Linked DNA regions of Mus musculus: region 1 is linked to region 2. The links are chromatin contacts, called in public promoter capture Hi-C maps. All regions are on one chromosome and are shown on one strand. The core of a region is the stretch at or near the end of the contact, and the rest is flanking DNA. Distances in the headings are between cores, read along the strand shown. Region 1 holds the start of Ptgs2os2 (prostaglandin-endoperoxide synthase 2, opposite strand 2). Region 2 holds the start of Ptgs2 (prostaglandin-endoperoxide synthase 2).

The links. Promoter capture Hi-C pulls out the DNA fragments that hold promoters and counts their contacts.
Region 1: a promoter capture Hi-C map of hippocampal neurons shows a contact between it and region 2, with 3 times the contacts expected there. The contact joins the promoter of Ptgs2os2 here to the promoter of Ptgs2 in region 2. A contact is called at or near these places in 24 of 39 promoter capture datasets (the 3T3-L1 cell line, 3T3-L1-derived adipocytes, the C10 cell line and 15 more), 1 of 15 datasets of contacts at CTCF or cohesin (the NIH/3T3 cell line), 13 of 484 Hi-C or Micro-C datasets (the 3T3-L1 cell line, 3T3-L1-derived adipocytes, the C10 cell line and 9 more), 4 of 115 datasets of contacts at active chromatin or transcription factors (the HPC-7 cell line, bone marrow-derived dendritic cells, embryonic stem cells and 1 more) and 5 of 9 other capture datasets (adipose tissue, bone marrow-derived macrophages, liver and 2 more).

Annotation. Positions count from the first base shown.
Region 1 is chr1:150,162,272-150,168,749 of GRCm38.p6, reverse strand. It overlaps Ptgs2os2 (prostaglandin-endoperoxide synthase 2, opposite strand 2), which reads left to right and starts at 3,802. Exons shown (of 2, transcript NR_110420.1): 1 at 3,802-3,936.
Region 2 is chr1:150,095,440-150,101,378 of GRCm38.p6, reverse strand. Ptgs2 (prostaglandin-endoperoxide synthase 2) reads right to left here and starts at 1,348. Exons shown (of 10, transcript NM_011198.4): 1 at 1,104-1,348; 2 at 289-405; 3 at 23-166. The coding sequence starts at 1,155. It overlaps Ptgs2os (prostaglandin-endoperoxide synthase 2, opposite strand), which reads left to right and starts at 1,505. Exons shown (of 5, transcript NR_015466.3): 1 at 1,505-1,951.

The DNA.
Region 1 (6,478 bases), core at 2,553-5,052, 65 kb before region 2:
CTTAACAGAGATCTGGAATGGGGAGACAACCCAGAATCAACTGGGGTGACTTTAGCTGTGACTCACAGCATTGGAGATATGGAACCTGAAGAGGCCACCTCCTGTAGTCAGGTAGGAACACTTGTTGAGCAATAGGGACACTAACCTCTTGTGCGCGCCTGACTCAACCAGCAAGAACGGATGCCGCAACAGGATCCTTCTGCACACGTTTATTGGGAGAGCTTGATTGCAGAGGCAAAGAGACCCGAGCCCAGAACTGGTGCTGCTTATATAGGCCTAGGAGAGGCGTGTCTCACACCCGGATTGGTTATGCACTATGCCTCATTTGCATGTTCCTCATCTGATTGGCTACTCTCTCTCTCTCAGTACCTCACAGAACCTCATTAACATACCTCATTTGCATGTCTCACATCTGATTGGTTATATTCTCAGTACCTCATTAACATGCCCGGGCCAGGCAGTGACTTGGCAAAAAGCTTTACTGCATATGTACACATTGGTTGTTTGTCCAAACTTATGCGTGGTGGTCAGCAGTAGCCAGCGCCACTCTGCAACGGCACATGTGGCTTCCCACACTAACCCATCCACAAAACTTTCAATCCAATATTTATCCTGTCTACAAGAAATGCAGGGGCAGGGACTGAGGGAATGGCCAGCCAATAACTGGACCAATTTGAGACCCATCCCATGGACAAGTACCAATCCCTGACAATATTAGTAATACTCTGCTATGCTTGCAAACAGGAGTCTAGCATGGTTGTTCTCTGAGAGTTTCCTCCTAGCAGCCGACTCAGCTGGATGCAGAGACCCACAGCTAAACAGAACCTGGAACTTGGGGACTCTATTGGAAGAGTTGGGGGATAGATTGTGGGCACTGAAGGGAATAGGAACACCACAGGAAGACTGAGTCATCTAATCTGGACCCTCGGGCTCCCACCAACCAAAGAGCACACATGTGCTGGACCTATGGTCCTGCCCCCCCATATATGTAGCAGATATGCAGCTTAGTTTTCATGTGGGTCTGGATCAACTGGAGAGAGGGTTATCCCAAAAGCCTGGCTGCCTTGTCTGGCCTCAGTGGGAGAGGATGCTCCTAGCCCCTCAGAGACTTGATATGCCAGGGGAACCTCTACCCTTTCAGAGAAAAAGGGGAGGGAGGGAGGATGGGGGATAAAGATTGTGAGAGATGGTGACAGGGAGGAGGGGCAGTGAGATGGAAGTAAAGTTAATAATAATAATAATAATAATAAATAATGATAAACAGCTCCCATAGTCCCATGGAGAATGGCACTGTTGGAAGTGTGGCCTTGCTGGTGTAGATATGACTTTGTTGGAGGAAGTGTGTCACCATGGGCTGGTTTTAAGGTCTCACAAGCTCAAGTCATTCACAGTGTGGCAATCACTTCCTGCTGCTTGTGGTTTTAGATGTAGAACTCTCAACTACCTCTCCAGCAGCATGTCTGCATGCCACCATGCTTCCCACTATAACAATAATAGACTAAACCTCTGAAACTGTATGCCAGACTCAATTAAATGTTTTTTTTCCTATTTAAGAGTTGCTGTGGTCATGGTGTCTCTTCACAGTAGTAAAACCCTAACTAAGACAGTGCTATGAACACTATTCATATGGAGTTCATCCTAGAAAACACAATCGACCTTATTACTTGAAAGAAGAGTTTAGCATCATTTCTGAGGCTCTGAATACTGAACTCTCCTCTTTGATGACTCCTGTAGTTTAGATGGTTGTGTGATCCTGGGATATCCATGACACGGTTTGAGTAAAAGCATCACCCCCAGTATGGTCACCAATCCTATTCACCAGTAAGGATGACAAATGACTACTGTCTGTCTTTAAAAAAATTAAAGACTTCCCAAATGAGACATCTCTGCTGTCACTGGGAAGATTCAGAGAAATGCAATGCTACATCAGCTGGCAATTACTAAATAGTTACATCAAAATAATGATTTAAATCAGTATTACAATAAATATTAACTGCTTGTGAAAATTTTCTTGTAATGAATGTAGGGCAGATTTGGCTGATGTGACTGTTCTGGTGTGCTCATTAACATCAGATTTTCCAACAGTCATTTTCCCATTTACTTATTACTGTGAACTAAAGCTAAGTGTGGTGGCTCATGTTTATAATCCCAATATTGGAGAAGTTGAAGCAGCGGGATCAAGGCCAGCCTGGACTACATAAGACTTTGTCTGGAAAAAAAAAGTGTAAATCCTGTAGATGCTCAAACATGTACTTTGCAAAAATTATCCCATCATCTGTGAATTCATATGTAGTACATGTAGACAGAGATTCATAGAAATACAAAAGGCATGGTGTATATTGCCCTGAAATTTGATTTTTTTTCATTCAATACTTAGAGCACAAATATACTTTCCTGGCTTTATTTTTGCTGCTGTTGGTGTTTTTTGAGAATGATCTCACTGTGTTGACTGGGCTGGCCTTGGATTTGTAATCCTCCTAGCTCAGTCTCTCCAGTGTTTGGATATCAGGTATGTGCCATTACCACCCCGGGCTACTTCCATGCTGGCTTTACTGGATACATAGTAATCAGTGGCACATATGCACTGGTAGTTTATCAGTCTTCTAGACTGTCAAAACAAGAATACCCTGAGAAGAACAGCTGGACAACCTGAGCCCTAGGTGCTAGATCTTATGATTGCTGTTATGTTTTTTTTGAAAAAACAAAAACAAAAAAAACAAAAACAAAAAAAACCTTAATACCAGAAAAACCAAGTGGCTTGATTGAGATCATGTAGACGGTGGGAGAATCAGAATCAGAACCCCAGGGTTAACCTTTTCAAGAGGCAAGGACAACTTCCTGTAGTTCCTTGCATCAAAGAAAAATGATTTTAAAAAGAGGAAGAAGCTACTTACGTGCTCAGCATTGAAACGGTGAGGTAGGGGGATTGCTGTCAGTTTGAGATCACTTTGGGCAGCATAGTGAGTTCCAGGCTCTTCTGGGCCACAGAATAAGACTTTGTCAAACACCAACCAGCGATAAACAGTGTAAGATAAAAGGGGCCCCCAAGCCATACCGTGGAGCACATCCATGGTGGGGTCAAAGCAGGCTTTCACTTGAACTCAGGTCTGGAGGTGCTCTAAGGAGAGCAGACAGGAAGATGCGGTGCATTCGTGTTGTCGGGGTGTGGTGAAGAGGAGAGGAAGCAGTTAGGAAAAGTTTGGGAAGGTTTTGTGGGGACTTATTAGGAACAACAAGGAAAAATAGAGGCTTCCCAGCAGCAGGCCAGACAGAATAAGCTGTCTGGACCTAAGGCGGGTGTGGCCAGCATTACCCTTCCCCCTCTGAAGGTACCGCATAGCCAGGGCAGGCAGATGATTAGCAGATGTTTCGAATCAGCCATTCTAGGGAAAATAGACTTCATAAAAGTAAGGAAAAAAATACCATAACGAAATGAAAATTAAATTAAATCCAGAGCTGTAGTTTCAAGGGTTCATATACATTTGCTGTCTGGGATTGAACCTCTTTCAAGCAGAGGACAGAACTCATGCTGACCTGGGTTAGTTCCCAAAGCAAGCCTGGCAGCTTGGCAGGTGACACAGGCATTACACAGCGATGCCTCTCCCAGTGTACGTAGTGGAGCAAAGCAAACGCAGGGGTCCCTCTAAGAGGGAAGTGGTTACGTGGTTGAAAGCAGCTCAGACTTGCACAATACAGAGAGTCCTTGCCGCAGAAAACTCCAAGTGCGTTTTCGTTTTCAAATGATGAATTACACACAGGATTACACAACGATAGTCGCAGACTTCCAATCAGATGGCCTCCATTCCCTCTGCGTTTGCCTCCAAGATCATGCGCGGGACATTCTGAGAAACCATGCCCAGAGACAAAAAGGAAGCTTGGCGTTGTGAAAAAGCCGGCTTTTAATGAGTTGATGTGAAAAGCTGCACGCACATTAGAGTGAGTATTATTATCTGTCAGATGTATCTTATTTAGGAGGGTGGGAAGTCTTTTACAAACCATTTCCTCATGGGCTTAATTGATAGTCCCTGGATTTATTGGTAATGGATTTGTTCCTGTTGTAATTAAGAATTAATATGTTATGACTAAGAGACACTAGCTCCACCACTCTTTCTGTTAGAAACAGTTTAGCTTGCCCCAGAGTGAATAAAGCTTTACACTGTTTAGAGCAATGTGGGTTTGTAATTATTTTTGTTATAAAACTGTATTCTCAATATAAATGATGAACCCATTACCAACAGTTCTTTATTTCTTTTTAGTTTATACATTTTATTTATTGATTGATAATTTTTTTTTTTTCTGTTTTGAGACAGGGCTTTACTCTATAGCCCAGGCTACCTGGGAATTCATTATATATAAGTTAACCTGGAACTCATGAATGTCCTCTTGTCTTAGCCTTCAGAGTTTGGAGATTAGGCCTGTCTAAACCATTTTGTTTGTTTGTTTGTTTTTCTAAAACATGGTTTTCTGTGTCCCTGACTGGCCTTGAACTCTATATGTAATGTAGTCAAGGATAGCCTTGGAATTCTGATTTTTCCTCATATTCATTTCCAGAGCTAGGATTATCAGACACCACCATAGCTGAGTTTTTATGGGGAACTTGGGCTTAAATCTAGGCATTTGTGCATACTGGACATATCCTAAGTGCCTGATAAGTTGGGGGGGGGGAGGCAGAAGAAAGCAAAACAGGGTCTCTCACTTATGTATAGCTTGGAATTCAAAGGGATTCACCTACCTTTGCTTACCAAGTGCTAGAATTAAGGTATATGTCATCACGACCTGGCCCTCATAGCTTTTATAAGCATTATTTTTATTTAAATCCATAAAAGTAAATTTAAGCAACGTTAATTCAGGTGAGCAATGCATTGCTGGCAGCAGAATCAGTATTGAGGGCTGTGGTGCAGGCTCTTCTGCACTTCACAGCTAAGCTGCAGCTTGCTTTTGCAGCTTTTTTTTCCTGGTGTCCCAGAGGGAGAAGGCAGCCTGGCAGGTCTGCATCCTTTGAGTACCACCTCTGCTGCTACTTACAGGTTATATGAAGGTAGGTGAATTGTGGTGCTATCTAATGTTTAGAAAATGTAAACAGTCGCCAGAGGGTGGTTGGTGGTGCATGGCTGGAGTCTTAGCACTAGGGAGGCAGAGGTGGATGGATTTCTGAGTTCAAGACCAGCCTTATCTATGGAGTGAGTTCCAGGATAACCAGGGCTATACAGAGAAACCCTGTCTCCAAAACAAAATAATTCCAAAAGGAAAAATACAAAGAAAAGAAAAAGGAAATGTAAACAGTAATTGGCACTGTGATAACTCAGTGAGCCCATGTCTGTGGAATATAATGTACAGAAAAGAATAAATACAACCTAATTCACACTGTATTATTTCTACACAATTCCTGCCTTATCCTCCATTACTGAATCCTCAGATTCAATCAACTGTACATGAAAGTGTTTACAAAATAGTGTGTGCTGATTGTGTACAGATCTTTTACCCCATCATATTTACGTGAACAATATGATGTACCCACTCTGTAATCCAGAGATAGCAAAGTTGAGGTGAAGATATGTATGAGTTACAAAAATACACTATACTATATTCTGACAGCAGATGCTGGCAAGGATATGGAGAAAGAGGAACACTCCTCCATTGTTAGTGGGATTGCAAGCTTGTACAACCACTCTGGAAATCAGTGAAGCAGTTCCTCAGAAAACTGGACATAGTACTACCGGAGTATCCCACAATACCTCTCCTGGGCATATATCCAGAAGATGTTCCAACCGGTAAGAAGGACACATGCTCCACTATGTTCATAGCAGCCTTATTTATAATAGGCAGAAGCTGGAAAGAACCCAGTTGTTCCTCAACAGGGAAGTGGATACAGAAAATGTGGTACATTTAGACAATGGAGTACTACTCAGCTATTAAAAAGAATGAATTTATGAAATTCCTAGGCAAATGGATGGACCTGGAGGGCATCATCCTGAGTGAGGTAACACAATCACAAAAGAACTCACATGATATGTACTCACTGATAAGTGGATATTAGCCCAGAAACTTAGAATACCCAAGATGCAAGATACAATTTGCAAAACACATGAAATTCAAGAAGAATGAAGACCAAAGTGTGGACACTTTGCCCCTTCTTAGAATTGGGAACAAAATATCCATGGAAGGAGTTACAGAGACAAAGTTTGGAGCTGAGACGAAAGGATGGACCATCTAGAGACTGCCATACCTGGGAATCCATCCCATAATCACCCTCCAAACACTGACACCATTGTATACACCAGCAAGATTTTGCTGAAAGGACCCTGATATAGCTGTCTCTTGTGAGACTATGCCGGGTCCTAGCAAACACAGAAGTGGATGCTCACAGTCAGCTATTGGATGGATCACAGGGCCCCCAATGGAGGAGCTAGAGAAAGTACCCAAGGAGCTAAAGGGGTCTGCAACCCTATAGGTGGAACAACAATATGAACTAACCAGT
Region 2 (5,939 bases), core at 99-2,598:
AACAAGGGAGGGTTGTACTTACATGTCAGCACATATTTCATGATTAAACTTCGCAGGAAGGGGATGTTGTTCACAATGTTCCAGACTCCCTTGAAGTGGGTCAGGATGTAGTGCACTGTGTTTGGGGTGGGCTTCAGCAGTAATTTGATTCTTGTCAGAAATTCAGCTGGAGAGAGACAAAGCAGGAGGAAGAATGAGCAGGCCCCTCCCCCATAGGACACAAATCTACAGAATGATGGTTACACATGTGGCCACATTCCAAAGGAAGATACCCCAGGAAAAACTTACGTGTAGTACAGTTTTCACCATAGAATCCAGTCCGGGTACAGTCACACTTATACTGGTCAAATCCTGTGCTCATACATTCCCCACGGTTTTGACATGGATTGGAACAGCAAGGATTTGCTACATTAAAAAAATAAGATATCCTGTCAGTTACTCTTGGTTGTTCTCATCTTAACTTAAGGATTTAATTCTGTCACTATGGGTCAACTTTACAATGATAAGTTTGACAAATACATAGGTAGACCCAGATTTAAAAAGGTCATTATTTTAATTAAGTCTGTCTTATCAACTGTTTATGGAAATAGCAAGCAACTTTGTATTCTTAAGCAAGAAACACAGAGGACCTAACTTCATAGTTCACATTACCAACATTTTTAAAATAACTCGGACACACAGACTAGAATTATTAAGCATCCCTTTAAATATTAAAATGGATCGACCTAGTGCAATAGTCAAAATTTAGTGTAAAGAAAATAAAATTAAAACAGTCAAGTTTTAGCATTTTAAATATATTTTTAAAAATGTATTCTGGATTTTTCTGTGGATAGAAAAACTCTAACAGGTATTCAAAGCAGCCACTCTTGTTCAGTTGCCCACATCTATGCTTTTCACAAGTATTGATCAGATTGTCTTACCATAATGACAACCTGTAAGCCATTAAGACTATTGGTTTTTAGCAAATAAGAAACCTGAAAGTGGGTTGCAGTTCCTCAGGACTTAAGCAGTCCAGGCTCTTTGCCAATACACAGCCAGGCCCACACTGCTAGAAAGGGGGTCTGAGCCTGAGGAGTCCCAGGGCGCCTCGGGGCGCAACTCACCTGCCTGGCTGAGCCCCAGGGCAGCGCAGAGCAGCACAGCTCGGAAGAGCATCGCAGAGGTGGCAGCGGAGGTGGCAGTAGTGGTGGCGGTGGAGCTGGCAGGATGCAGTGCTGAGTTCCTTCGTGAGCAGAGTCCTGACTGACTCCTGAAGCTCTTAGCTCGCAGTTTGACAACTGGCTGCTAATGGGGAGAACCTTGCTTTTAAGTCTGTAAAGCGGACTCCACGTGACGTAGTGGTGACTCTGTCTTTCCGCTTAGGCTTTCCCCAACCCCCACCAACTTTTCCCCCTCTCTGCTTCAGTGAGTTGCGCAAGAACCGCAGCGGCAGGCTTTTACCCACGCAAATGAGAGACGAAGGAAGCCGGGAAGCTGCCCTTGGCTGCCCCAGGTGGTGCCAAGAGAGCTGCACCGCCCTCTCCATCCCTCCAGGCGCCCTGTGGTTCGCTGAGTCTGCGCCTAGTCTGGCGCTCTTTGGGGTCTCCGGTTTCCTCCCAGTCGCGCATCCAGTGGGGGCCTAAAAGCTCAAGAGTGTCACAGCTTCCCCTCCCGGGATCTAAGGTCCTAACTAAGGGAATCCCCTCACCTCTCCCCACTGGGGCGCAGTCTGACGTGCTCGCTGCTCAGAGCACGCACACAGCTACCGGTTAATTTAATTTCTTCTATTTTTAATGAAATGAGTGTCCTCTGTCAGGGTCCACATCTGTACTGGTGGAATTAGGTTGAAGTCTTTCATGGAACTACCCTCCGGGTTCTGCAGTCACAGGAGCCCCTGGCACTCGCCTTTCCCAGGGACAGATGCTGAGCTCCACTTCATCGGAATGCTAAGTGTCCACAGCATTGCTTTAAGGTATTTTCCCCCTGCTGTTACATAGCTTTTATCATTTTGATCAGCAACTCTTTTCACGGGATGTATCACTAGAAAGAATTTGTTTTCAAATGTACCTTTTAAAAACTTTTTCTGTCCATGTTTACAAGAAAGTATGTTATGGCAACGGATCAAAAGGTAATAGTTATTTTTCCATAACTAGCCTTATTCTCCCTAACCTTAAAAAAAAATTCACTTCATTCAGAAACAGTGTTTGATAAAAAATTATTTGCCTAGAGAGGTGATGTTTTTGATAGTGTTGGATATCTTCCTACTGTGTTTGTGTTGGCCATGGAGGGGGTGTGAGGATGGAGTAGCGAAAAGGAGCAAAATAAGAAAAGGAGGAAACTAAAAAATTCAACTAAACTGTACGTTCTTGGCGTGAATGGATAAAAAAAATGACACAGAGTGTGAAATTACACTATATTCTGAGGACAGTTAAGTCAGGAAAATGGTTTGAAGCAGGCTGGGTAACACAGCAAGACCCCTGCTCAAAACAAAACAGAACAAAACAAAACAAAAATGAAAGGGGAGAATATCCACATGGGGGAATCCAATCGACCATGAGAAGCAGCACTTAGGAAACTCTAGCAAATACCTGACTCTGCGGAAGTCTCCCAGAAAGTAAGAATACTCATGGAATTTTTTTTTAACTGTTTGCTTCATGTGCAAGCTAATTTGATGCTACATGAGACACAGTGACTAAAACTCCATGTCACCCAGGGCCTTTGTTCTAGTCATGTTTAATCAGTCCAGGTATGGCACTCCCAGCCTCTTACACGGAGTCTTATGGGAAATTTCAACTGAAAGCACAGACTGTTTTCTTTTGGAGAATCCCTTTAAATAGTTCTTGTTTTCTGTTTTATTTTAAATGCGGGAAGTGCATGGTGTCAAACTAAGTTTGTTAGAGCTCCTGATACGAACTTCAGCTAGGAACTGTATAAAATTCCACATTCTTGACTGTGTACGAACATTTTCTAGTGAAATCTTCAACTGACTTTGACCAACTCCATCCTCATCTAATATTAATTGTATGCCCATTATGTAGAGAAGTATATTCTGATGTTTTAAAAGAGATTATGGCAAAGGGGGTGGTGGTGGATGGTGATGTTGGCCCTTAATCCCAGCATTGAGGGAGAAAAAGGAGTCTAAGCAGATCTCTGAGGCCTCCCTGGTCCACAGAGCACGTTTCAGGACAGCCAGCTATACACAGAAAAATCCTGTCTCACAAAAACTAAAAGAAAAAAAAAAAAAGAAAACATTACAAATTCAAAGTGAGGGGAAAAACAGGGCATAGAGAATAATCACCTTCAGACTACTTGACATTTAAAGACATTAAACATAATCATAGAAGAAATGCAAGTAAAATTATCTGTATGGTTGAGTTGGTTGATCTAATCTGTAACCTCAGATGTAAGGAGAGTTCCATATACTACGGAATGACAGGAGAACTCAGTAAGAAATTCAGACCTGGAGGACAAGAGCAGTTTTGAAAGGAAGTCCAAATAAGGACATAAGGGGAAAGTATTTTGTAATTGGCTGCTTTTGAGAAGTCTGGGATGCCAGAGCACACTGTACAGGCACAATTGGAATACTGGTTACAGGGGAATATTAACTGTCCCAAACCAAATCAAGATGGTTCAAACTGTTCTGTATGGCAAAGCACAATGGTAATGAGGCTCCTTAATAAGATGTTTATTATATAGCAAGTGTAGTGATGAACTGTGTGGAATTTTGGTGGTTCTCTGTACACTTGGGTACATATTTAAGTGTCTGTTGTAGAAAATATATTTTGTTAGTATATGAAAGAGTTTTGAGATTCTAAAAAAGGAAAATAAGGAAATGTACTAACACCTTTGAGAACATTCTGTTGAGTTTTACTGCCCTCTTCTGCTGCTTGAATTTTCAGCAACTTTTTTCTCCTAAGATGCTAGGTAGATTGTTAGGTAGATTTTCGTTCTAATTTTATAATGCACTTAGATAATTAAACATGCAGTGTTGATATTAAATGTAAAGTTCATGCATACACTGGAAATAAATGACATTTTTGTTTTTGTTTTGGGTTTGGCTTTTTATTAATTGTTATTTCTTTTTCTTTTCCTCGACACGGGTATCTCTGTGTAGTCATGGCCATCCTGGAACTCACTCCATAGATGGAGCTAGCTGGCCTCAAACTCAGATATTTGCCTGCCTCTGCCTCTGACATGCTGGGCTTGAAGACTTGTATCACCACCATCTGGCTAATAAAGGACATATTCCTTAATTCAAACAATATCCCATTCAAAGAGAAAGTTAAAAGTAAAAAGAAAGATATACTGTGGTAATAGAGGAAAGCAAGAATAGTTTTATTTGTTTTTATAGAGCATTCTTTAGAGGAAAGAAATGTAGAAGTAATAAAGAGGAGTAGTGCATTTGATAGCAGTCAGTTCTTCAAGAATAGGTACAGTGATCCTTATGGGCACTGTACAACAATGAAGCCTTCATACACATGAGGGCAGAACAATAAAACTGCAGGGGGAAAGAGATGGTGCGCCCTTCACTACTCCTCACCAGAGGTAGGCAGTTCTATGACAAAGCAGATAGCTGAGGTGAGCACAACTGTAAGTCATCTGGCCATGATTAACATCTAATGCTGTGTCATTCAAGGACAGCAATATAAAGTCTCTTCTAAGTTACATGGAACATATACCAGGACAAACCACATCCTAGTCTATAAAAGCACACCTTAATACACTTAAAATAGTAACTACACAATGTATATTCTCAGGCTATGGATGAGTAAAATTAAAATATGAATCACTGAGGGCAATAAAATGGGCATAGTAATTCATGCTTATTAACTCAATAATTTAGGATGTAGAGATAGGAGGATCAGGGCTTCATAGTCATCCTCGACTGCATAGAAAGACTGAGTCTTATTTACAAGAGACCCTCCCACAAAAAAAAAGATAAATAAGAAAAGGTTAAAAAAGGAGGAGGAAGAGGAGAAGGAGTAAGAGAAGGAAGAAGAGGAGGGGGAGGGGAGAGAGATGAGGGGAAGAAGGGAAAAATAAAAAAAGGAAAATGAATCACTAATACCTGGAAAATCCCCAAATATCTGGATATCACAAGATACATTTTAATAATATAGGGCTTAAAGAGGAAGCTCAGAGGATATTAAAAAATATCTTGAGTCAAATGAAAGTATAACTTGAGATGTCTAGAATTCAGAGAAAGCAGCATAGGAGGTTATAGCAGGGAACACATGGATGAGCAAAGGAGACTGAAAGTCAGAAGTCAGGGCTCCCATGTCATCGCAGTAGAAAGATCAATTAAACCCAAAGTAAACAGAAACACAGAGACAATTAACATTTGAACAGATATCAGTGAAATTAAAGCCAGGAAATTAATAGAGAGTCAACACAAACAGGCCACTTTTGAAAGGCCAATAAAATCAATGTCTCTAGCCAGTCCAACTAAGAAAAAATAAGATAAAAATTAACCTAATCACAAACACTTCAGGAAGATGAAGCCATACAGAAACCATAAACATCTGGGCAGATAATAAAAGTATTCTCTGAACAAGAGAGACAGGAATAAAGGATTGTCACATGCAGCCCCCCGGTCTACAGAGGGAGTTCAGGACAGCCAAGATTAGCATGTCAAGACCTGGTTCCAAACAAACAACAACAAAGAGGTGCATTATTAAAAATTACTATTCACTGGCTTTATGGTCTCAATTGAATGTATAAATCTCCGTTTCCTCTGATTTCCTTCTCTGTTTATATGGTGTATGTATGGGGTGCCTAAAAGTAAGTATGTAGATTCCTCCCGCATGCTTTTGGAGATCAGAGCAGACTCTTCCTCTTTTGGAGGTCAGTGCAATACATAAATGCTTTCCTCAATTGCTCTCTACCTTGTTACCTTGAAAGAGGGCATTTTACCGAATGAAAACCATGCTTTCTGGGCTAGGTTGACTGAGTAATGAGTT